Linked DNA regions of Sus scrofa: region 1 is linked to region 2. Evidence: chromatin contacts called from public HiChIP or PLAC-seq data. All regions are on one chromosome and are shown on one strand. Each heading gives the region's core, a stretch centred on a gene start, on an enhancer-like site or on the middle of the called end of the contact. The rest is flanking DNA. Distances are from core to core; before and after follow the strand shown. Region 1 has its middle 350 kb from the start of MYC. Region 2 has its middle 450 kb from the start of FAM49B.

Region 1 (4,546 bases), core at 1,689-4,188, 1.2 Mb before region 2:
GCTGTGGGGTAGGTCCCAGATGGGGCTCGGATCTGGCCAGAGTGGGAAATGGAGCCCTGTGTGTCCTGGAAGAAGAGGAAACAGGTTTCGGTAAACTGTGAAGGGAGTCTGTCCTATTAAGGATGTCTCTAATATCCATTTATAAAATCTGTATATTTTTCTAATCTATTTGTTACAGTGACTCTTATTCCACAGATGTGATAAAGGGCTGAGGCTGTCTTGTGCACGTGAAATTGACTTATGGCCTTTCTGCAATCAGAGGCGGGTGGGAAGGAAAAAGTGGAGCATGGGGCGGTGTCCAGCTGGGCTGCAGAGGCAGGCATGTGGTTGCATCTGCTTCCTATCTTTTAAAACCATCTGGAATTAGCAGTTTGTGACAAAGAAACAAAAGGTCTCCTGAGTGAGGTGGCCTTGAAGCCACACAGGGGCAAAGAAGTGACAAATCAGACCCCAGAGAGACATCTGTGCTAAAATAAGCTCCACCCTTCAGGGTGACAGGGGAGCAATGTCTATTTTTCACTCCAAATCCTGACTTTAGGTCCGCATTAGGTCTTGTCTCACTTGACAGAGGCAGGTTTGAATCCCAGCTTCTCTGTTGCTAAACTTGTGACTTTAAGTCATGCTCTGGTATCCTTACTTGTAAAATGGAGCTAACAAAGTTCCTGCTCATCATATTGTAGCAAAGATGAAAGAGTTTATACTTATCAGATACTGGATACCATGCCCGGCACATAGCAAGAGGTCCCTTTGTGATAACAATTACTATTAGTGAGGGGGGATCTTAATCCCCAGCTCACAGACAGAGCTGTCGTGAGGGGTGGTGAGAGGCGGTCAGGGGCCTGAACACAGAGCAGGCATTCCGTAAGTGGTGCTGTGACAATCATGGCAGCTTCACCGACAAGGTACACCGCCGAGAACAGGAGGTCTACGGTGACATGGGGGACAGACACTCCGAAGGTAGGACCCCGAAATGGTGTTCACTTATGGTAGTAGGTGGCTGAGTTGTGGTGAGGAGCCGATAAGCAGATCCCTTAATTAATATCAAAAGGAAGAGATGAATTAAATTGTCCTGTGGTGGGACGGATGCTGCCAGGGGTTTGGATGGAGAGGGCTTTGGACTGAGTTCAGTGTTTTCATAGGAAGAAGGAGGAAAATATTCTGATATTTGGGGATAACAATTGTGTGTGTGTGTGTGTGTGTGAGAGAGAGAGAGAGAGAGAGAGAGGGAGGGAGGGAGACAAGTGAAGCTTAATCTGGCAAGAATTATGATGTTTATATGGTGTGTCCATCCTTGGAAGGAAAGAAGCACCATTCCAGCACTCAGCACTTCCCCACACATTCTTCTGTTGGATTTTCTAGAGTCTCAAGGCTTATTAGCATCTCCATTTGACATACAAAGAAATCGAGGCTTGGAGACCCAAGACGTGAGATGAGTAATAATTAGGGGGTCAGTCCATACGGAGATCAGAGCAGGAGCAGGCGAGATGTTGGCTGCTGTGCCAGTCCAGCCCCTTCATGAGTTTCAAAGAGGTGAGAGGACCTGCTCCAGGTCCGCAGAGACAGAGGTGGAGTGTTGGCTAGAACCCAACCAGATCTCTTGAGTCTAAGTAAGTAGCTTTTCATTTATCTCACCCATCGTTCAAAACATGTCTGGGGTGCTGCCTCCTTCTAGAAGGCATCCCGACTCCTCCATAGCCCAGAAAACACAAGCGTTTCTGTAACAGTGAAGCATCCTTCAAGCTCTTATTGGTACTCTTCTTACACTCTATTGCCGTGTAATTCCCTATGAGGCAACAAAGGCGGGGACTGTCTTCTGTCATCGCATCCTAATGTTTCCCAAAGTGTCCAGGAATGGGAGATGCTTAGTAAATCGTGTCCAAAGGAATGATTCAATCAACCCAACAGTGGGCAGGCCAGGATAGTGAGATCTCGTGGAAAGAGAGATTTGGACTCAGCTTTTTTTTTTTTAATTGAAGCGTCATTAATTAATTAATTGTTTTTTTTTGTCTTTTTGCCATTTCTTGGGCCACTCCCGAGGCATATGGAGGTTCCCAGGCTAGGGGTCGAATCGGAGCGGTAGCCACCAGCCTACGCCAGAGCCACAGCAACACGGGATCCGAGCTGCATCTGCAACCTACACCACAGCTCATGGCAACGCCGGATCATTAACCAACTGAGCAAGGGCAGGGATGGAACCTGCAACCTCATGGTTCCTGGTCAGATTCATTAACCACTGCACCGCGACGGAAACTCTGAAGTGTCGTTAATTTAGAATGTTGTGTTAGTTTCAAATGTACAGCAAACTGATTCATATATATTATATATTTTTTATAAAATATATATAAATATAATATATATTTGATAAAATATATATAAATATAAAAATATATATCATATATATATACATATACACACACACATACATTTTCAGATTCTTTTTCATTGTATGTTTTTACAAGATACTGAGTACAGTTCTCTGGGCCATACAGTAGGTCCTTGTTGCTTACCTGCTTTGTATATAGTAGCATGTATCTGTTAATCCCAAACTACTATGTTACCTGCCCCCAGAGGGTATGGGTCAGAGAAGAGGGTGAGAATATTCCCAGTGGAGAACATTTTGGGAGCAAAGATCGAGGCTGGAGGGGGATCCTGGTAGCGGTGACCTGTAGGAAGGCTTGGTGGCAAACAGCTTGTCCTAGGAAGTACTTCGAAATAAGCCTGGAGATGGAAACAGGGACCCAGGATGTAGTCCCTTTGAGCCTGGCTTGTCAGACAGCCTCGATGCTGTTCCTTTTGCATCCGGGGCTGCTGTTAATTAAGGCTTCCTCTTTGCCCTAGAAGTCGCCATGCTGATTCATGCCCCAGTCACAGCCAGTCTGGATTCCCCTCCGCAGTACTATTCTAGAAACCCAACTCCCCCAAGGCAGACACTTCAGCTGTCATTAGATGCTTATTAAGGAGAGTGAGTCAGGGCGGTGGCTCAAGACACAGTTTCCACCCTGCCCCACATCCCCTTCCTCTCCTCTCCCTGCTGTGCTATTTCAAGCACACAGGCTCACAAGGTTTTGCGGGGAGTGGGAAGGACATGGATGCGGAGCTTTTAAACCTCCCAGAAAAATCTCCCTTTTGTAGTTCACTGCCTATGTGACCTTGAACAGAGAGCGAAGCCACTCTGGGCTCCAATTTCCTCAACATAATGAAACAGTGTTGCTAGGACAGAACAGGGTTAAGCATAAAGGGCTTTGCATAGGATCTGCAGTGCAGCAGGTTTGCAGGAAGTGCCCAGGGTGCCTGCGGTTGGACATTCACGTGCCCTGAGTGGCACCACTTCAGGATGTTGTCCACAGGGCCATCTCCTGCAGGATCCCCAGAAACCTTTCCCTCCCTCCTTCCTTCCTTCCTTCCTGGGGGCGCTGTTGTGGATCATCCTGGCAAAGTTCCTTTCTGTGGTCCTCAGGGGTTGGAGAGACACAGCTCAACCGCTCCCGAAACGGGAACCTCACACAAGCTTCCTGATCTGCTGCCAGACCCGGGGCCTGGCAGGGACATGTGAGCTGGTTTCTGCTTTGTGGATTTCATTGCATTGTCCAGACACAGCACCTCAGGTCTTTCTTCCTGTCACCCCTTTGGTGACACGAACAGGCACCAGAGCACACACCCTTTACCTGAAGGTCCCTACTCAAAGTTGGGGGTGCTGTTTGTGGAATTTGCTTTTTCTTCCCTTTAAAAAAATTTTTATCTCTTTATTTACTTTATTGGCCACACCTGTGGCACATGGAACTTTTCAGATTAGGGGTTGAATTGGAATGGCCGCCAAGGCCTACATCACAGCCACAGCAAAGCCGGATCTGAGCCGCCTCTGTCACCTACGCTGCAGCTTGCAGCAATGCTGGAAACAATCCGCTGAATGAGACCAGGGATCAAACCCACGTCCTCAGAGAGACAACGTCAGGTTCCTAACCCACTGAGCCACAACATGGGAACTCCACTTGCTGAAGCCTAGGTGGGCTTTAGACTCTGTTGAAGGACAGGTCCACCCAGCAACCCCTTAGTCTTGTGTGGAGCTCATCTTCTTTCCTCTCCCCGTACTTCACCCTAATCCAATCCCGCTGGGTACAGAGATGTACTAGCATCTCCTTGCATCTTGTACATCCAGCTCCCCCCCCCTCCCCGCCCCCGCAGCCCGGGCACACACTGAGAGCATGTTTCCTTGCTATCAGTATCCCCTGGCTTGGCATTCAATACTCTCCCATTTTGTGCCCCACCCACTCAGGCATCCTCTTCTAGCCTTGACTTCCCAGTGGTTAGGAGCTAATGGGCATGCAGACATAACCTTCTCCATAGGCAGAAAGAATCACTCTCCCTTTCCAAAAAACGAGCTCTAAGGGAGGGAGCTGAGGCACAGAAGTGGGAGTCATAAAACTTGCATTCCCAGCCCCACTACTCACTGGTTTTGTAATCTTGGGCAAATCACTTAACCTCTCTGAGCCACCAAAAGTTATTCGAAAGGGTGGGGTTAATGCTAATTGACCCGGGTGCCTCCTCC
Region 2 (4,348 bases), core at 1,469-3,968:
ACAATCCTGAGGTCTCCCAATGTCAGCATGCCAACCAACATACTGGTTGGAGGTACAGAACTAAGTTAAAGCCAATGGGTTTGTGTCTGGTGTTCTCCAACAATATGAGATGTGGGCAGAGAAAGAACCCATGATACAGATATTGTCATAGGGAAGTGCAGTGACTCTGAATCAGACCTGCACTCACATGTCATCCACTATTCCTAGCTGGGTAATTTGAGCAAGTGAGTTAACCTCTCTGGGCTTCAGCTGCAACTCAAGTGTCAAAGTGTCATAATAGGGTCTCACTGGGCCACTGTGATGATTAATTTTTTAAGTGCAAAGTGCTCAGTACATAATCAAATGCTCAATAAATATTAGAGATATTACAATTGAGAGCATTACAAAGTACTATGAAAATAGGTCAGAGACAGCTCCTGAGAGGAGATGATGTATTATCTGTGTCTTGAAGGAGGAAAGAAGTTCATGAGATGATGTTCTCATGGTGGTACAGTGGGTTAAGAACCCAACATAATGTCCATGAGGATGCAGGCTTGATCCCTTGCCTCCTCCATTGAGTTAAGGATCTGGCCTTGCTGCAAGCTATGGTGTAGGTCGCAGATGCCACTCGGATCCAGTGTTTCCATGGCTGTGGTGTAGGCCCCTTATCTGACCCCTAGCCCAAGAAATCCCATATGCTGCAGGTGCAGCCATAAAAAGAAGGGGAAAAAAAAGAGGTTCATGAGGTGACAGTCTCCAGGATGGATGGAGAAGAGATGAGGGAGCTAGAGATGAGGGTGAGAAGACGGGCTTGATTCTTTGTCTCCAGTATGGTCCAACCACTTCCATTCTCCATTCTATCCTTAAGCACTACCCCAACCCTGACACTAACATCGCTTAAAACCTATGAATGATTCTATTTGGATTCAGGGTAATATTCAAATGCCCTAGCATGCAACATACAACTAATGCACTCATCCAATATGCATTTATTTAGTGCCTACTATACGTCATCGTGAACTGCTCTTGTAAGGATGAATATATGGGCTTTGACTGTGAGAAGTTCACAGACAAGTAGGGAGAAAGATAAATGTCAAGCACATTCAGCCCAATAGGGTCAGAGCGATGACGGGTCTGTGCCTTCAATACTAGAGTGGAGAAAAGGACTCATAGCTCCTTTGTTTTTTTTTAATTAGAGTATAGTTGATTTACAATGTTGTGTCAATTTCTTCTATACAGCAAAGTCACCCAATTGTGCATATTTATACATTCTTTTTCTCATGTTATCTTCCATCATGGTCTATCCCAAGAGACTAGATATAGTTCCCTGTGCTATACAGCAGGACTTCATTGCTTATCCACTCCAAATGTAATTGTTTGCATCTACTAACCCCAAACTCCCAACCCACCTCTCACCCCGCCTCTCCCACTTGGCAACCACGAGTCTATTCTTCATGTCTTGAGTCTGTTTCTATTCTGTACATAGGTTCATGGGTGCCACATTTTAGATGCCACATATGAGTGATATCATATGGTATTTGCCTTTCTCTTTCTGACTTACTTCACTTTGTATGAGACTCTCTAGTTGTATCCATGTTGCTGCAAGTGGCTCATAGCGCCTTTAGATTGGAAGTATCAGAGAAAACCTTACAGTGGAGATAAAGCTGAGATGAGTTTTGAAAACTAAGTAAGAGAAGAACAGAAAGAAATCAAGAAGACAGAGCAGCACACAGAAAAGCCTGGAGACAATGGAGTTCCCGTCGTGGCTCAGTGGTTAACGAATCCGACTAGGAACCATGAGGTTGCGGGTTCAATCCCTGCCCTTGCTCAGTGGGTTAAGGATCCGGCGTTGCTGTGAGCTGTGGTGTAGGTCACAGACGTGGCTCGGATCTGGCGTTGCTGTAGCTCTGGCGTAGGCTGGTGGCTAGAGCTCCGATTAGACCCCTAGCCTGGGAACCTCCATATGCCGCAGGAGTAGCCCTAGAAAAGGTAAAAAGACAAAAAAAAAAAAAAAAAAAAAAGCCTGGAGACAAAATAAACTGGCATTTCGTAGGTGTTCTTAAGAGTCCAATATTGCTGGGGCCAGGTTTAGAGCTCCAGGAGATGAGAGGGCTCCAGTAGCAGAGACTAGATCACCGATCTTAGATGCCATGCCAAGGAGCTTTTCCTTTTATCTTGTGTATAATGGGAAACCGTAGAAAAATCATAGTCAGAGTTCCCATTGTGGCTCAGCAGCAACAAACCTGACTAGTATCCATGAGGACAGGGGTTCGATCCTTGGCCTTGCTCAGGGAGTTAAGGAGTCACCACTGCCATGAGCTGTGGTGTAAGGTGCTGACACAGCTCGGATCCCATGTTGCCATGGCTGTGATGTGGGCCAGCAGATGCAGCTCTGATTGGACCCCTAGCCTGGGAACTTTCATACACTGCAGGTGCGGCCCTAAAAAGACAAAAAAAAAAAAAAAAAGAAGAAGAAAAAGAAGAAGAAGAAGAAGAAAGGTCATGGTCTGTGCTGCATTAGATGATAATCTAGACAGGAGCCAAAAGAGAGGGAGAGAGACCATGAGAGGCTCCTTCAGTAATCTGGGCTCCACAGGACAAATGAATGAACGCACAGATAAAGGAATGATCAGAGAGATGATGGTTCTGATAACTTTTGCCAGAGTTTCTAGTCACCGGAGAAAGGGAAGTGGCTTGCATATCCTTTGCAACTGCTATCCCCTCCCCCACCCCCAGCTTCGTGAATGGTTTCTCGCTTTGGCACGCATGTGTATCTCTTCCTCAAATGCCGGTAATCTGAGCAACTTGTATCTCGCGCTGATTATTTTTTAAACAATTCACTCTGGGAGGCAAGTGCCAAGCCAGTTCAAGCAGGATTTCCAAGGGTCCCAGGCAGAAAATAGAAATAAACAGTCGAGGTAGAGTTTGGACCAAAAGAGTCATCAGGGAGAGGTATTCGGAGATGGCCTGGACCACAGAAGAGTAACAGCAAGGATGCTGAGACCAGGCAAAGGCCGGGAAAGTGGGCATAAACGGTTAGCCCCTTAAGAGGATAACACTGCTCTCAGACACACCACAATGATTCAGAGGCCAGTGCGGGCCTCTTTTGATTCACTAATTACTAGTATTAATATACCAATTTTTGTGCCTGCCAGGCACTGGATACTAAAAGGAAAAAGACGCAATTCCTCAAGAATCTCCCAGCATAATGGAGCAGGCTGGGAACCAATCAGACTTACTGCATTGCAAGAACTGCTAAGATATAAGAAAAAGAAGGAAATGCTTCATTCTACCTGTGAATGAAAAAATGCCTTGACATAGAAAGAAAAAAAAAACAGTCAAGCAGAACATAGAAGGATGATGAGCAGGACTCTGTAAAACAGAGGAATGAGCTCATGCAAAGGCACAGAGGTGTCAAGGGAAGGAAGGCTTGGAAAACTTGAAAAAGAACTTGGCTAAATCTAAATGCTTTCAGCCAAGAGCCTTGTTCACCATCTCTTTGTCTCTCTGCCTTGCATGCAGGGCAGAGGCCTCAAAAGGCAGCTTTCTGCTCTTGATGTCATAAAGGCTGGGGGACAAACACTGTCTTCAGGCAGAAGAGAGCTACAAGTGGGGTCACAGTTAATCAGCACATCAGAAAACCTATGATCCAGCCATTGTTAAGAATGAAAGCAATTAGATAGCGTCCATCTGTAGGGAACTTCCTAAAATACATGTCTGAGATTGTGAACTTGGTCAGTTGCACAATAAACTAGAGGGAAAGTTGAATGTCTTTCCCAAGCAGCCACTTGCTTGGCTGCAGAACTGGAGGAAGGTAAGAAACTCCCTAAACCTGTTTCCTAATCCATGAAAGAGGATGAGAGAGAGGAGAGAGTGAGTGAATGAGAGAGAGAGAGAGAGAGAGAGAGAGAGAGAGAGAGTGAGTGATAACTCCCACTCACAGGCTACCCTAAGAATTAAACATGACATGCAGGAGAGGGTCTAGCACAGTGCCTGACACCCAGTAGACAATGAACAAGTGTGAGCCCCCAGCATCCTCCCATCCCCTTGAGTCAGTGTGCACATCCTGCTCACAGTAGGTATTCATGTATTCTTGGCTTAAAAACCTATCAACCTCGGAGTTCCTGTCATGGCTCAGCAGGTCAAGAATCCAACCAAGTATCCATGAGGATGCAGGTTTGATCCCTGGCCTCACTCAGTGGGTTAAAGGATCCAGTGTTGCTATGAGCTGTGGTGTAGGTCACAGATGGAGCTCAGATCTGGCACTGCTGTGGCTGTGGTGTAGACTGGCAGCTGCCCCTCCAATTCGACTCCTAGCCCAGAAACAACCACAGGTGTGGCCATCAAAACAAAAACAAAAACAAAACAC

Evidence for each region. HiChIP or PLAC-seq counts read pairs in DNA pulled down with a chosen protein or histone mark.
Region 1: an H3K27ac HiChIP or PLAC-seq map of alveolar macrophages shows a contact between it and region 2. The contact joins two enhancer-like sites. A contact is called at or near these places in 1 of 47 Hi-C or Micro-C datasets (mesenchymal stem cells) and 2 of 2 datasets of contacts at active chromatin or transcription factors (alveolar macrophages and skeletal muscle).

The regions. Positions count from the first base shown.
Region 1 is chr4:12,107,528-12,112,073 of Sscrofa11.1, reverse strand. No RefSeq gene overlaps it. Among named protein-coding and RNA genes, the nearest start is that of MYC, 350 kb to the left of the region's middle. Within about 2 kb of position 2,938, at least 18 of the 83 cell types and tissues checked have an H3K27ac peak or open chromatin away from gene starts, as enhancers often do. A contact at or near this core is called in alveolar macrophages, where this site is marked.
Region 2 is chr4:10,924,296-10,928,643 of Sscrofa11.1, reverse strand. No RefSeq gene overlaps it. Among named protein-coding and RNA genes, the nearest start is that of FAM49B, 450 kb to the right of the region's middle. Within about 2 kb of position 2,718, at least 5 of the 83 cell types and tissues checked have an H3K27ac peak or open chromatin away from gene starts, as enhancers often do. A contact at or near this core is called in alveolar macrophages, where this site is marked.